Linked DNA regions of Triticum aestivum: region 1 is linked to region 2. The links are chromatin contacts, called in public HiCAR-type maps. All regions are on one chromosome and are shown on one strand. The core of a region is the stretch at or near the end of the contact, and the rest is flanking DNA. Distances in the headings are between cores, read along the strand shown.

Region 1 (6,305 bases), core at 2,295-4,794, 310 kb after region 2:
ACACATGGCTAACTACGTGTGGAGTGATGCTGAAGAAACCACAAAATCCACTTGTCAAATTGGCCATATATGTGCATAAGAAAGAATACGAAGGTTTATGTGTACCAAACTTGCAAAACCTGAATTTTGCCCTATTGGATCTTGGATTAAATGGTACATTGTTGGGGAGGGACCTCAACGGAAATTAGCTATTGAGGATACATACAATACCAGAAACCCTAACATCTAGTGTTTTCATGGGAAGGTGCGGCATAATTGGCATCTAATGCAGTTAACATGGGGTTCAAATGACATGTAGGAAGATATATGGTTTGGCTACTCGACTTTAGCCACTCAATGTTGGTACATCTACTTCGTAGCGAATGAACAATCTAAAACTTTAGTTGAGTTGTGGGACGGTAGTGATTTGAATTGCGCTTTTAGGAGAACCTTCACAGGTAGTTGCTCCCAGTTGATAAGGATAGTTAAGTCTAAGAGGTGTTCCACCTTAAGGTGCCTCCCAAGATTTAGGTGTTTGTGTTTGTTTTAACTTTGGACATTATGATTAAGGTGTTTTTGTAGTAGTTGCATCAAAACAAGCTTATGACTAGAAACAACTTAAGGAGAATATGGATTGCTAACCCACTTGAATGTCTCACATTACATTGATATTGAGTATGTGATCATATGTTAGTGAATGCATTCTTGTCGGGGTTTCAGGGGATGAGGGTAAAGAAGTTTTTTACATTAATGTTCATAATTTGGAGTTTGTACAAATAGCGTCTCAACGGATAACCGGTGAATCTTTTAATCAATTTAAGTTAGTTTCTACAACAATTTTGTGTGGATTGTGGAATTTTAAGAATGACCTGGTCTCTAACAGGAAATGTTGGTTAAATACAAAGTATGTCTAGAGCATGGTGTTATTATGTTAGAGAAATTGTCAAGTATCTTCTCAATGAGTTGGAGGGAGGAAAATTGGTGGAGCAATTCATGGTGTTGCTACTCTATAACCTGAAGATGATGCTGCCACTGGAACCAACCTCTAGAGGTGGAACAATGTGAACTATGTGCTTTCTTCGTAATCCAATGTTGGAGGTACACTTCACGGCGCGAGAATCACATTCTAATATCTCGAGAAGCACCCCACAGATGGTGATTCAAGCCATGTCCTTATATGAGAGAACCGGGGCTTTGGAACTTCGCCCCACTAGTAGAGTACACTTTTAGTTTGTACTTTGTGTTTTGTACCACCTATACACAAATTGTTTTGACCGTTCTTTTAATTTCCCAATGGTACCCGTAAGGGATGTTCCTTTTGGAGGTATGATAGTGTGACCAATTGGTTTCCTTTCAATGAAATGGAGTCATGCATGACGGGGAGAACACACCACCAGTGGCGAACGAAGAACGACTATAAGTAGCAGACGTAAGTGGTGAGTGGATGCACTTGCGAGCCACTCATGTATATATTACCAGTGGTGGGAATATATTCCTACCCGGCACTAGTATCATTGCCCAAGTCAAAATAATTGTTCTCCTTCAGTGTTATGCCAGTGTTTAATATCATGATAGCATTTTGTAGATGACATCTCATCACATTACATGACAAAGATAAATTGATGTATCAACATTCAATAATGCATCCATATAACGAAATTGCAATACATGCATAACATTACATTGATACTCATGATTACATGCATGCAATCCCACTTTTCATTTCGGAGATAAAACATTCTGAATTTTGAAATATGAAAGTTTCCTACTGACATCATCTATTATATCCTTATCTACATGCATGTATATATGATTTTTTTAGTAAGGAGATTGAAACCTCTGACCCCTGCATCATTGTGATGCACACAACCATTTTTCTTAAAGTTGATGCAATACAATGAGGCCAAACACATCAACAAATAGAGTACATAACTTAGATAACTACGACATGCCATTACAAGATATGAAATTAACACCTACGACTAAGTATGACTTATTACACAACAACGTCTTCAAGAAGGGATACACGCCCTTGTCCCGTCCTCGCCACGTTCGGCCAAAGACAACCAAGACAAGGATCTTTCATCCTGATTGTTGAGACTAACTAGTGAAAGCTAGCAAACAGCGAGTAGGCGTCACCTTCATCAAGGTAACGACACAAGTTCATCGATGTTGAGTCCGATCAATTAGGGGCACAACACGGGTTTTCACCCTAGAATTGAAGCAATGCTCGAGTCACCTTCTTTATGATCTCCCAATAGTCACGTCCACTAATACACCACGACCGGTACGGCCCTAGCGGATGGTGTGATGACTAGTAGAGCATTCTGCACTATATCTAAATGAGTAACGTTCGTATGTTTTTTGCGAATAGGACCCATAACTATGTTGAAATTATGCAGTGGTACAACACAAACCCATAAAAGTAGAGAATTCCAGGCAGAACCATGGGGAAGCAACCCAGCACGGGATGAGGGCGCGCCGCTGCCATCGCTCTCTCCCGAAGCCAACGATAACCTTGGTTATGCGCATGGATTATTGACAGTGGGAAGTCTCCATCATCGGCCGAGTAGGACCAGCATGCAAGAGAGAAGCCACACTGGCATTGCATCACCACTTGCGCTGGTTTCATGAACCACGAACGCGTCGAGGAGTCGTCACCAACGAGAGCCAACAAATTCAAGGTCCAGAAGATGCAAAGAAGCCCATCGACGCCGAACGCTAACACACCACTGCACTAGCTTCCACCAACCTCATTGCCGCCTCTGAGGAAAACACCGAGATGAGGCTAAGATCGAGGAAGACTTATTCATTGTGCCGCCGCTGCCAACATCAAAACATTGACACCTGAAACACTATCCCTAGTATGTACAGACCGAGGGCACAAATCCAGGGCTCCCCAAATCTCCCACTGCTGCATCAGCCGGCGAAGAGGGGAGGGGCCCACGGCATGGCCGACGGCTAACCAAGGGAACTTCTCCGCCTCCCTTTAGCCTCTTGCATGAACGAACCGCTGCTGCGAAAGAAAAGCAACGCCGGTCTGCTACTACATTGCATTCTTTAAAAATATATTATAAATTGATTTTTTTATCGATATTACAAACTAAGTTGGGCATGACAGAGCCAAGCAACGTCAAAACTAAGGAAAAACAATAAAAAGAAAGAATTAGGGAAAAATAATAAATACCTTTTTTGGAAAAAATAATAAACACTTGGCCTAACAAAACTGTACACGCGAGGAAGAATGGGACAGGACACATGGACCGCCAGTCGTCGAGGTGCTCCGCAGGTCTGAAGTGGGGACCCCAAGCGTGCACGTCTCGCATGCTCGCATAGATCCAGATCACTCTGGAAGCCTGCAAGCATCCAGTCAAACACCATCCCATTTCATTTCGCAAATGTTCGGCCAAGCCATTTTTTCAGGCCCACGTTTCTTCTCCCCGTCGGCACCTCGCGGCGCACTCTCAGGCGACCACGCGACCAACGCATCCCGCGCCAGTCCCACCGCAAGCACCTCGACGCCTCGACACGTCTCTCCTCTCTACAAGTACTCGCGGCGCCATAAATTAAAGGCATTAAATTATTGCGCATCGCCGAGAGAGAAAAAAAAAAGGAAGACCGTCGCAGAGGAAGAGGAGCACGCGAACCGAACCGAGCCTCGCGCCATGGCGGGAGTAGCGTCCCTCAACGCCGTGTCCCTGTTCGCGCCGTCGCCCCAGGCCCCGGGGGCGACCGCCGCCCGCGGCCGCCTCCTCGTCCCGGCGGCCCGTCGCTTCCCGTCGCTGCGGGCCGCGCGGCGCGTCGTCGCGGCGCGGGCGGCGCCCGTGGACGCCGACGACGAGTGGGGGAAGGAGCCGGCGGTGGGAGGGACGGCGGTGGCGGAGGCGCCCTCGGAGGCGGCCGCGGCCGCGAGCGAGGTGGCGGCGCTCAAGCTGAAGCTCAAGGCGGCGCTGTACGGGACGGAGCGCGGCCTGCGCGCGTCCAGCGAGACGCGGGCGGAGGTGGTCGAGCTCATCACGCAGCTCGAGGCGCGCAACCCCACGCCGGCGCCCACCGAGGCGCTCACCCTCCTCAACGGCAAGTGGATCCTCGCGTAAGCCTTCGGCCACCCCTCGCTCCGTTCCTTGCTTCGTTTATTAATCTACTCATTATGCGATTGTAATTTGCGTAGTGCGTAGTTCCATTCCTACTGGTTTAGCTAGGGTCGGTGGAACTGATCCGATGGATTCTAAACCACATGGATCAAAGCTGATAAGTCCATATATATAGAAAAGGGGGACATGATTTGGTGTGTTTTAGATTGTCTTTTTCTGTCCCAATTGGAAATTCGGATAGCTTGCAAGTATATGGTCCACGGTATATTGCAATCGCACTTATTTACAAGTTTCTCTTGATTGCTTGAAAAAATAAATAGTTATATGCAATTTTATGAATGTTTTTGTTATTTTAGGGATGACATGTTAAGGATATGGCTGAGTTGGTTAGTTGTCATGCTCAAATAACTGATGTGGCTGACTTCTATTTCCTTAGTATTGTGAGAAAAAAGAAATATAACCTCCGTTGTTTTAGAAATTTAGAGTTATTCAAGACAGACATCATAGTTCACATCAGTGATCTGTGGTGTGATATTTTTGGTAAAAAAAATATTCTAGAGAATAGGCAAATTGATGTGCAAGAATTTTCAAAAGCCAACAGGTCTAATTCGTTTGGTAAATATTATGTTTGCATGATGTGCTTGCCACATGCTCCTCTATGCTTTCAGATATGTTTGTTTAAGTTATGTCAAAACTGGATGTTTAGTTTTGGCATTTTTTTCTTGCTTATTTGTTCGGTAGGAGAACTATAGCTATATCTAATATTTTACTCTAGCACTTAAGGTAAACCTTTTAAGTAATCAATTTGGAGTGCTAAACTTAGCCGTCTGAAATCCCTGGAACAGACTTTGCTATTAAACAGAAGTATGTGTATAAGGGACTAGTAAAACATAACATTCTGGTAGCTGTTGCTATCGTTTAGTTGAGGATATGCCAATCGTTTCTTTGTCATTTAACGTGCTCTCAACATCATTAAAACCACTTCAGCACGTATCTGAATGGGATGCATTTTTTTAGTATAACCGGGCGGGATGCTGAAGTAGTCCATGGTAGTGAAACTCTTCTTCTGTGGAATTACAGCGTCTTCGTTTAATTGTGGAGATTGATTGATTAGGTGACTGCAGGTACACATCATTTTCGCAATTGTTCCCACTGTTGGGGTCTGGAAGGCTACAAGCTCTTGTCAAGGTGGACGAAATATCACAGACTATTGATTCCGAGAACTTTGGGGTGCAGAACTGCATCAAGTTTTCAGGACCTTTGGCGTCAACTTCAGTGTCCACCAATGCCAAATTTGAAATTAGAAGCCCCAAACGTGTACAGGTGTGATTCTCCTGTCCCAACTGAGTAGTCATTTGGTATATATCTTAAAGCATTGTATCATGTCTATCTTGGCATTTCCTGAATGGCAATGAAATTTTAGTAAAATTGATAACATTGACAGAATGAGCATCGTTTTTCAAGGTTTAGGCTCTCAAGTACAGTAACCTTTTTTTTACAAAAATGCGCAGTTTTCAGGCATTTCTGTAGGTACTACAGCATTATTGCATTTTCAGTTGCTGCTCAGTCATTCTATCGACTAGTTCTGATGTACGCGTTAACAAAACATTATTCAATCTCAATGGTAAAAATAAGGGAGGAAACATAGAAATGGATTATTCATGGATTGTTTCTGAATCATGGGCAACGTAAGGGGAACAATTCATGGTGTTAAAGTAGCTGCTAAAGCCAGGAAAGTCACGGTGATAAGTGATAACACATGTGTGGTTACTGGAGAAGCATGTTTGCCCTTTGCTTGCTAACTGATTAGATTTTTTGCATTGCTCAGTCCCTAGGTGCCAGTAGGGCTTTTGGACACTGTTAGATTCATTGTTAGGTTGTGAAATCCAGTGCAACTAGAACCCACCAATCTGCATGAAACACTCTTTAACAATGATGAGATGAACACACATGAATTTAAACAGGACAAGAAAGCCCGGGCATATGCAATATGTTCGCTTAAAATGTCCGTCTGGTAAGTTAATATTTTAAGTGTTTGCAGATGCACCTCTTTCTCCACCCACCTACAGTATTTAATCATCACCACAAGTATAGCCAGTTTTGGTAAGTGCTTCAGCATAGCTCACATAGTCCTCATTGTGTTCAGATCAAATTTGAAGAAGGCATCATCGGCACTCCACAGCTGACTGATTCCATCGTACTGCCAGAGAAGTTTGAATTCTTTGGACAGAA
Region 2 (6,201 bases), core at 119-2,618:
TTCAGATATGAGCACAAACTATCAGCTCATAATTGTGGTAAGATACAAAAAAAAAAAAAACAGTTCAGATGCACCCAAAATGAAATGCTAACCATGAACTCTTCCTACATCATTAGGCGCAGAGAAAATAAGTAGGACTAAGCAGCAACAAAAATAATGCAGTGACCGCCATAGTTGTGGATACACATGTACTGCTCTCCAAATGAGAGCTCTGGTTTCAAAAGAAAACAGTTTTATTCAGAATGGATACTGGTACAGCGCGACAGCCATATTGCGCAACACCCACTGGTCCTTCCATGTTAACCACGTCTCCATCACAAACGCAAACACATGGCCGCAACATGCAATCAAACGGCCAGCAGCGTGTCCCACTTCAAGCCTCCAAGCTGAACATTCGCGCCCTACTGGCCCTCTTTGTTTCAACTTCAGTTGGCTACGAATCACCTGTGGATTTGCTTCACTGAAGTACACTTGGACGTGCTTCAGGCAATTACACTGAAAATGGCCTGAATCCAGCTCCAGCTTCACTGGCAAGCTGATTCCAAATAGCTGTTTGTTTCAGCTTCTGGTTTTTCCTAGGAGAATCTGCTGCCTAATATTGAAACAAACAGGGTCGCAGAATAGCAGTTTCGCCCTCTCCTATTTTGTCTAACAGCCAACAAGAATGGTATGCAGAATTCTGGGAACAACTCACAGTCTGGTAAACCAACACCTCACCCGGGCCGAAAATTCCACTGTAGAGTGCCGATCTATTTAAAACTGCAGCTCCTATGTAACGAATCTGACAACGTTGTAACCCAAGAGCCCCAGGCCCCAGCACTGTCGAACGGAATCTCCTCGCCCCACCACCGAACTAAGAATAGATAGCCTAAATCTCACCTTGACGGCCGTGTCAACAAGGTGCTTGCGCTGCTCGGCGTTGGAGACGTGGCAGACGGCCCCGACCACGGTGATCCCCTTTGCCCTGAGGCCCTCCACCGCATCGTCCACGTTTTTCTGCAGCGCCAAGAAATGACTCGATCAGAGAAAGAAAACCACGCGGCCGACGCAATCGAGAGCCCAGGAGGGGAGCGTGGCTGGACCTGCTTGCGGGAGGAGATGACGACCGCGGCGCCCTCCCGGCCGAGGCGCTCGGCGATGGCGAGGCCGATGCCCTGCGTGGAAGCCGTCACGACGGCCACCTTCCCCTCCAGACGCCGGCACTTGACATCCATCGCCGGCCTCGCCGTGTTCCCTTTGCTACGCGCCGCTGTCTTGTCCCGATGGAAGCGTGCGTTTATGTGAGAGACGCGGCGATGCCGGATATCCGCTTCGACCGGCGACCCTAGTGCGCTCGCTTATCTGGACACTGGAGCGTGGGCCCGGGTAACAACTACTCCCTCCTTCCATATATATAGGGCCTAATGCGGTTTTCGAGGCTAACTTTGACCAAATGTTAGAGCAATAATATATGACATGCAACTTACACAAAGCACATCATCAAATTCGTATGTGAAAGGAGCTCTCAATGATATAATTTTCACATTATGCATGTCATGTAGTATTAATTTTATCAATAGTCAAAGGCGGTCTTGAAAAACGCATTAGGCCCTATATAGATGGAAGGAGGGAGTAGCAAACTGTCTGTCGCCAACAATTTTCATGTGTGAGTAATGCTGACAGTGAGAAAAATAATAAAATAACGAGAATGCTAAATTTCTGCGGACCGGCAGTTTGCAACAGATCCGAACGATCTGGATCTCGTTCATTACGGATCGAACGGTAGTTAACACCAGCTTCGAAGCGAGAAAAAGAAAGGGACGTGGATGAGTATCGAACCCGCGACGCCCTGTACGCACACCTCCGCACTAACCATTTCACCTAGATTTTGTCTTTGTTAAAACTGCGAACACTTTGAATTTAATGCGCAGTGGATCTTTGTTTGAGATTAAAAATCTGAATAAGTTGCTAATTTGATGGCGCATTTAGTGGAAAGATTTCCTGAAACGTTGATGTCCGTGATTTTCTCTCTGGATTGGATCCATCATGATTTTTTCTGTGCGCTAGATCTATTGGTAGACCCTATATACACGGATTTTTTAGTCAAATTGATGCTGAATATGGGATTCGAACCCACACCAAGCAGCTGACGTGAAACACTTACTAACCAGCTCAATTAGACTATTTTTTATTTTTTTGAAATTGTCAATTAGACTAATTGTTGTGTAAAAGGAAGCACGTCGCACCCTTTTGACCATTCCACGATGTTTTCTTTTTCTCTTTTCTTTGAGGAATCTCCATCACGCTCTCGTCCCCCTATTTCTTTCTTATTCTTATCGACAAATCTAATTTCCTGCCGACTGTTCGTCAGCAACAAGCACGAACGACCCACGAACCGTACGATTCGCATCTCGCGGCAGCGACTGACCGCTTCTCCCGCAACAATGGGAGTCGACGCACGACCCACTAGTTATAGCACACGCAGCCAACCATCTCGTCTGTCTCTTTCACATGCCTAGGAGCAGGTTAGTTGTGTTATCTACTTTCATTCTCCAGGATTTTTAAGCCCTCTTATTTTAACTCGTTTAATTTTTCTTTGGAGTTATTGCATGCACACATGCACGTGAGTAGGTGAATTGTTATGGGGGTGCACGTAAAAGCATATCGATGCGTGATTTGAGGAGCCAGAAGAATAAATCATCAACAATAAACTACATGCAAAATTAATCATCACCTGACCATCGAAGGAGTTAATGCCTAAACTTGCGTGCATAATTAGTAGCTGGTTTTTGATCCATAGGCCCTATGGTAGCATGGTAACTTTACGGATCATAGAGGTGATAACTCATGTATTAATAACAAGGTAATATACACACCGTAAACCCGATGACCTATGTAAAAACCGTGGTAATTTTTTCTAGTAAGGTATTTTTTTCAAAATGATCGTAGACCCGGGGAAAATGAAGGTGAATTTGAAAACCTATACACAACGTTGACATGATAACCCACGAGTATTAACAACATGGTACTTCTGCCTAAATAGCATGATAATATACACAATGTGGGCATGGTAAATTACGCATAGACACGTGGTAACCTAGGCCGAGAGAAAAAATAGTTGTTGAAACCACACCCCTGATAATTTCTTTGGAAATAGAATGGTAATATATGCATCGTAGACCTGATAACTCAGGTATAAACATCATGGTAACTTTTTAACCCGGAGGGGGGATAGTTGTTGAAAGCATACCTTGGTAACTTCAATGTAAATAGTATGGTAATATACGAATTGCACACTTGACTTATGCACAAACACCATGGTAACTTTAGATCGGGGCAAAAAAAAGTTCAAAACATACCCATAGTAAATTCTGTATAAATAGGTGGTAACATACGCACAACAGAGTTGATAACTCAGGCATAAACACCATGATAACTTTGAACTGAGGGTTGTAAATAGCGTGCTACTATAAGCATCGTATACATGATAACTCATGCGCAAACACCATAGTAATTTTGACCTGAGGGTGGGGGGATGGGAGGAAGTTGTTTGAAAATATAGGTCCCTCCCGACAACCTCCATGTAAATAGCACAGTATAATATACACGTTGTAAACTTGATAACTCACGTACAAAACTCCATTGTAACTTTGAACCGGAGGAAGGGGGAGGGGAGGAAGTTGTTCGAAGACATACCCTCAACAACTTATGTGTAAATAACGTGGTAATATATGGACCGTGTGCATGATAACACACACACACACACACACACACACACACACACAAGCAACACGGGTATTTTTTGTCCGAAAAAACAAGTTGACAATGTACCATGGTAACTCACGTATAAAGAGCATGATAATATACATATATCAGAGCTAATAGCTTACTTAGCCCATGCCGGGTAACTATTTGCACGGAAAAAATCGTCAGAACATATCAACACGTGATCTAGTTTACTAGATCTCATCGTGATGGTTTTTTGCGTGAAAATGAGTTTTTGATCGGACACACAGTTCACGCTATAAAAACATTTTAAAGTTTAAAAATAGGGAAGCATCTAAGATGACATCCATTTCCCCTTTAACGCATTCAGGCATGTGCATGTGAAGCGAAGGTTTGAGGAACTATTTTTATGCCCCTGTAATCCCTTCCTAAACAATATGATAACTTATGCACAACTGACATGGTAACTTGCATAGCAGATGCGTGGTAACTGTTTTCTCGAAAAAAAAGCTCGTCGGAACATATCAACATGGGATCTAGTTTCGAAGGTCTCACCGCGACGAATCTTTTATGTGAAAACGATTTTTTGATCGGAGCAACGGTTCAAGCTACAAAACATTTTGAATTTTAAATTTTGTTAGAATCTCTGCTGACATCACCATTTTTGTCTTACATGCATGCATGCATACTTAATTAAATCAATTGGAGCTAATTAGCACAGGAGAGTCACGCGGGCTCAAAAATTGTTCGTCTGCATGCAAGTTAGAAAAGGGAGGAATCGTGCGGATCTGTTGCTTAATTTTAGTACGTGTGGAAGTTAGCACAGTCCATAAAATAATACTCTCTAGGTCCATAATTACTTGTCGCGGAAATGAATAAAAATGACTGTATTTAGATTTTAAAACTAAAATACATTTAGATAAATATATTTAGATACATTCATTTTCGCGACAAATAATTTCTGACGGAGTAAATAGTAATCTAAGCTTGTCTTTTCGTTCCAACACATTGGTATTCAATAGTGTTTTAGGGCATCTTCAAATCGGACCTCAAACCTCTAGAAAACGTCTGGATCGAACTATTCGGATGCAATTTGTCATCCAACATTGTCCCGCATCGTTTCGTGGATTAGTCTGCTTGTCTATTCCCCCGCAAATCAAAAGCAAACTAAGAAAGCTTTGTGGGAGTCCAGACTGCCGCCACGTAGGACTCCAACACCCCCGACTCACCCAAAACCCCTTCTGGACCCTCCGCTTTCATCCTTTCCTCCTTTGCATCTGCTTTCTCCCTCGTTGACATCGCCGCTCTACCACCCCGGCCGCCCCGTCAAACCCTTTCTGGACATCCACGGTCTCCACCGCCACACCTGGTCCCCGGTCGCCATGCCACTAGTCCTCCGTCGCGCAAGTACCATCCGCCCCTACAGGGGTCACCACGCCCGACAACTGTTTGGTGAAATGTTCGTGCTAAATTTTTTTGTCCTTTCTTTGAAGCAATGGATTTGAACATGGAGTACATATACGAGCACTTGAGTCGTCTGACAAGGAGGACTATGAGGATGAAACGGCGATGATGCAGGCGGTCCTTGTAGACATGGAGCGTGCGGAAGAGCGTGTTCTCAATTTCAATAGATCAAATCAAGGGCCATCGGGTGTTGAATCGGAGCAGTGCACGGGGCATTTGATGTTGATGGATGACTACTTCTCCCTCGATGCCCTATTCATGGACATTTTTTTGTCGGTGCTTTTGGATGAGACTAAAATACCTTCGATCGCCTATACAATGGTGTCTGATCCTACAATGACTATTTCCTCTTGAAGAAGGATGCCAAATGAATGACTGAATGATTGCATTCTCTGGTTACCAGAAGTACATGGTTGCATTGTGGATGCTTGCATATAACATGGCCGTGAATTCGTAGGATGAGTACCTTTGGATGTTTGGGAGCACATGCAGAGATGTCATGATCAAATTTGCTACTGCGGTGGTCGAGATGTTTGTCTCTCGGCACTTGAGAGAACCAAATGTTGCAGACACCAAGAGGTTCTTGGCAATGTCCAAAGCACGAGGGTGCTCAGGTTTGCTCGGATCTCTTGATTGCATGCATCGGAGATGAAAGAACTATCCAAAAGCTCTACAAGGGCAATATCATGTTAACAAGCCCACCATCATTCTTGAAATAGTTGCGTCGGAGAACCTCTGAATTTGGCATGACCGGATCTCACAGTGACATTAATGTGCCAGTCTCCATTGTTTGCTAGGCTAACTCAAGGGCAAGCTTCTCTTTGCAACTATACTATCAATGAGCATCAGTACAACATGGGCTACTATCTTCTTGATGGTATCTATTCTCTATGGGCTACCTTCATCAAGACGGAAGGAAATATGCCCTAGAGGCAATAATAAAGTTGTTATTTATATTTCCTTATATCATGATAAATGTTTATTATTCATGCTAGAATTGTATTAACCAGAAACTTAGTACATGTGTGAATA

Evidence for each region. HiCAR-type assays count read pairs that join an accessible place to other places.
Region 1: a contact with region 2 is called in a HiCAR-type map of leaf, with 4 times the contacts expected there. The contact joins the promoter of LOC123111519 here to the promoter of LOC123111518 in region 2. A contact is called at or near these places in 1 of 5 Hi-C or Micro-C datasets (leaf) and 1 of 1 datasets of contacts at active chromatin or transcription factors (leaf).

The regions. Positions count from the first base shown.
Region 1 is chr5B:302,138,811-302,145,115 of IWGSC CS RefSeq v2.1, forward strand. It overlaps LOC123111519 (probable plastid-lipid-associated protein 2, chloroplastic), which reads left to right and starts at 3,545. Exons shown (of 3, transcript XM_044532326.1): 1 at 3,545-4,072; 2 at 5,198-5,396; 3 at 6,220-6,305. The coding sequence starts at 3,645. It overlaps LOC123111520 (a long non-coding RNA gene), which reads left to right. Exons shown (of 2, transcript XR_006454522.1): 2 at 863-1,437.
Region 2 is chr5B:301,826,685-301,832,885 of IWGSC CS RefSeq v2.1, forward strand. LOC123111518 (tropinone reductase-like 3) reads right to left here and starts at 1,369. Exons shown (of 6, transcript XM_044532325.1): 1 at 1,083-1,369; 2 at 880-996. The coding sequence starts at 1,214.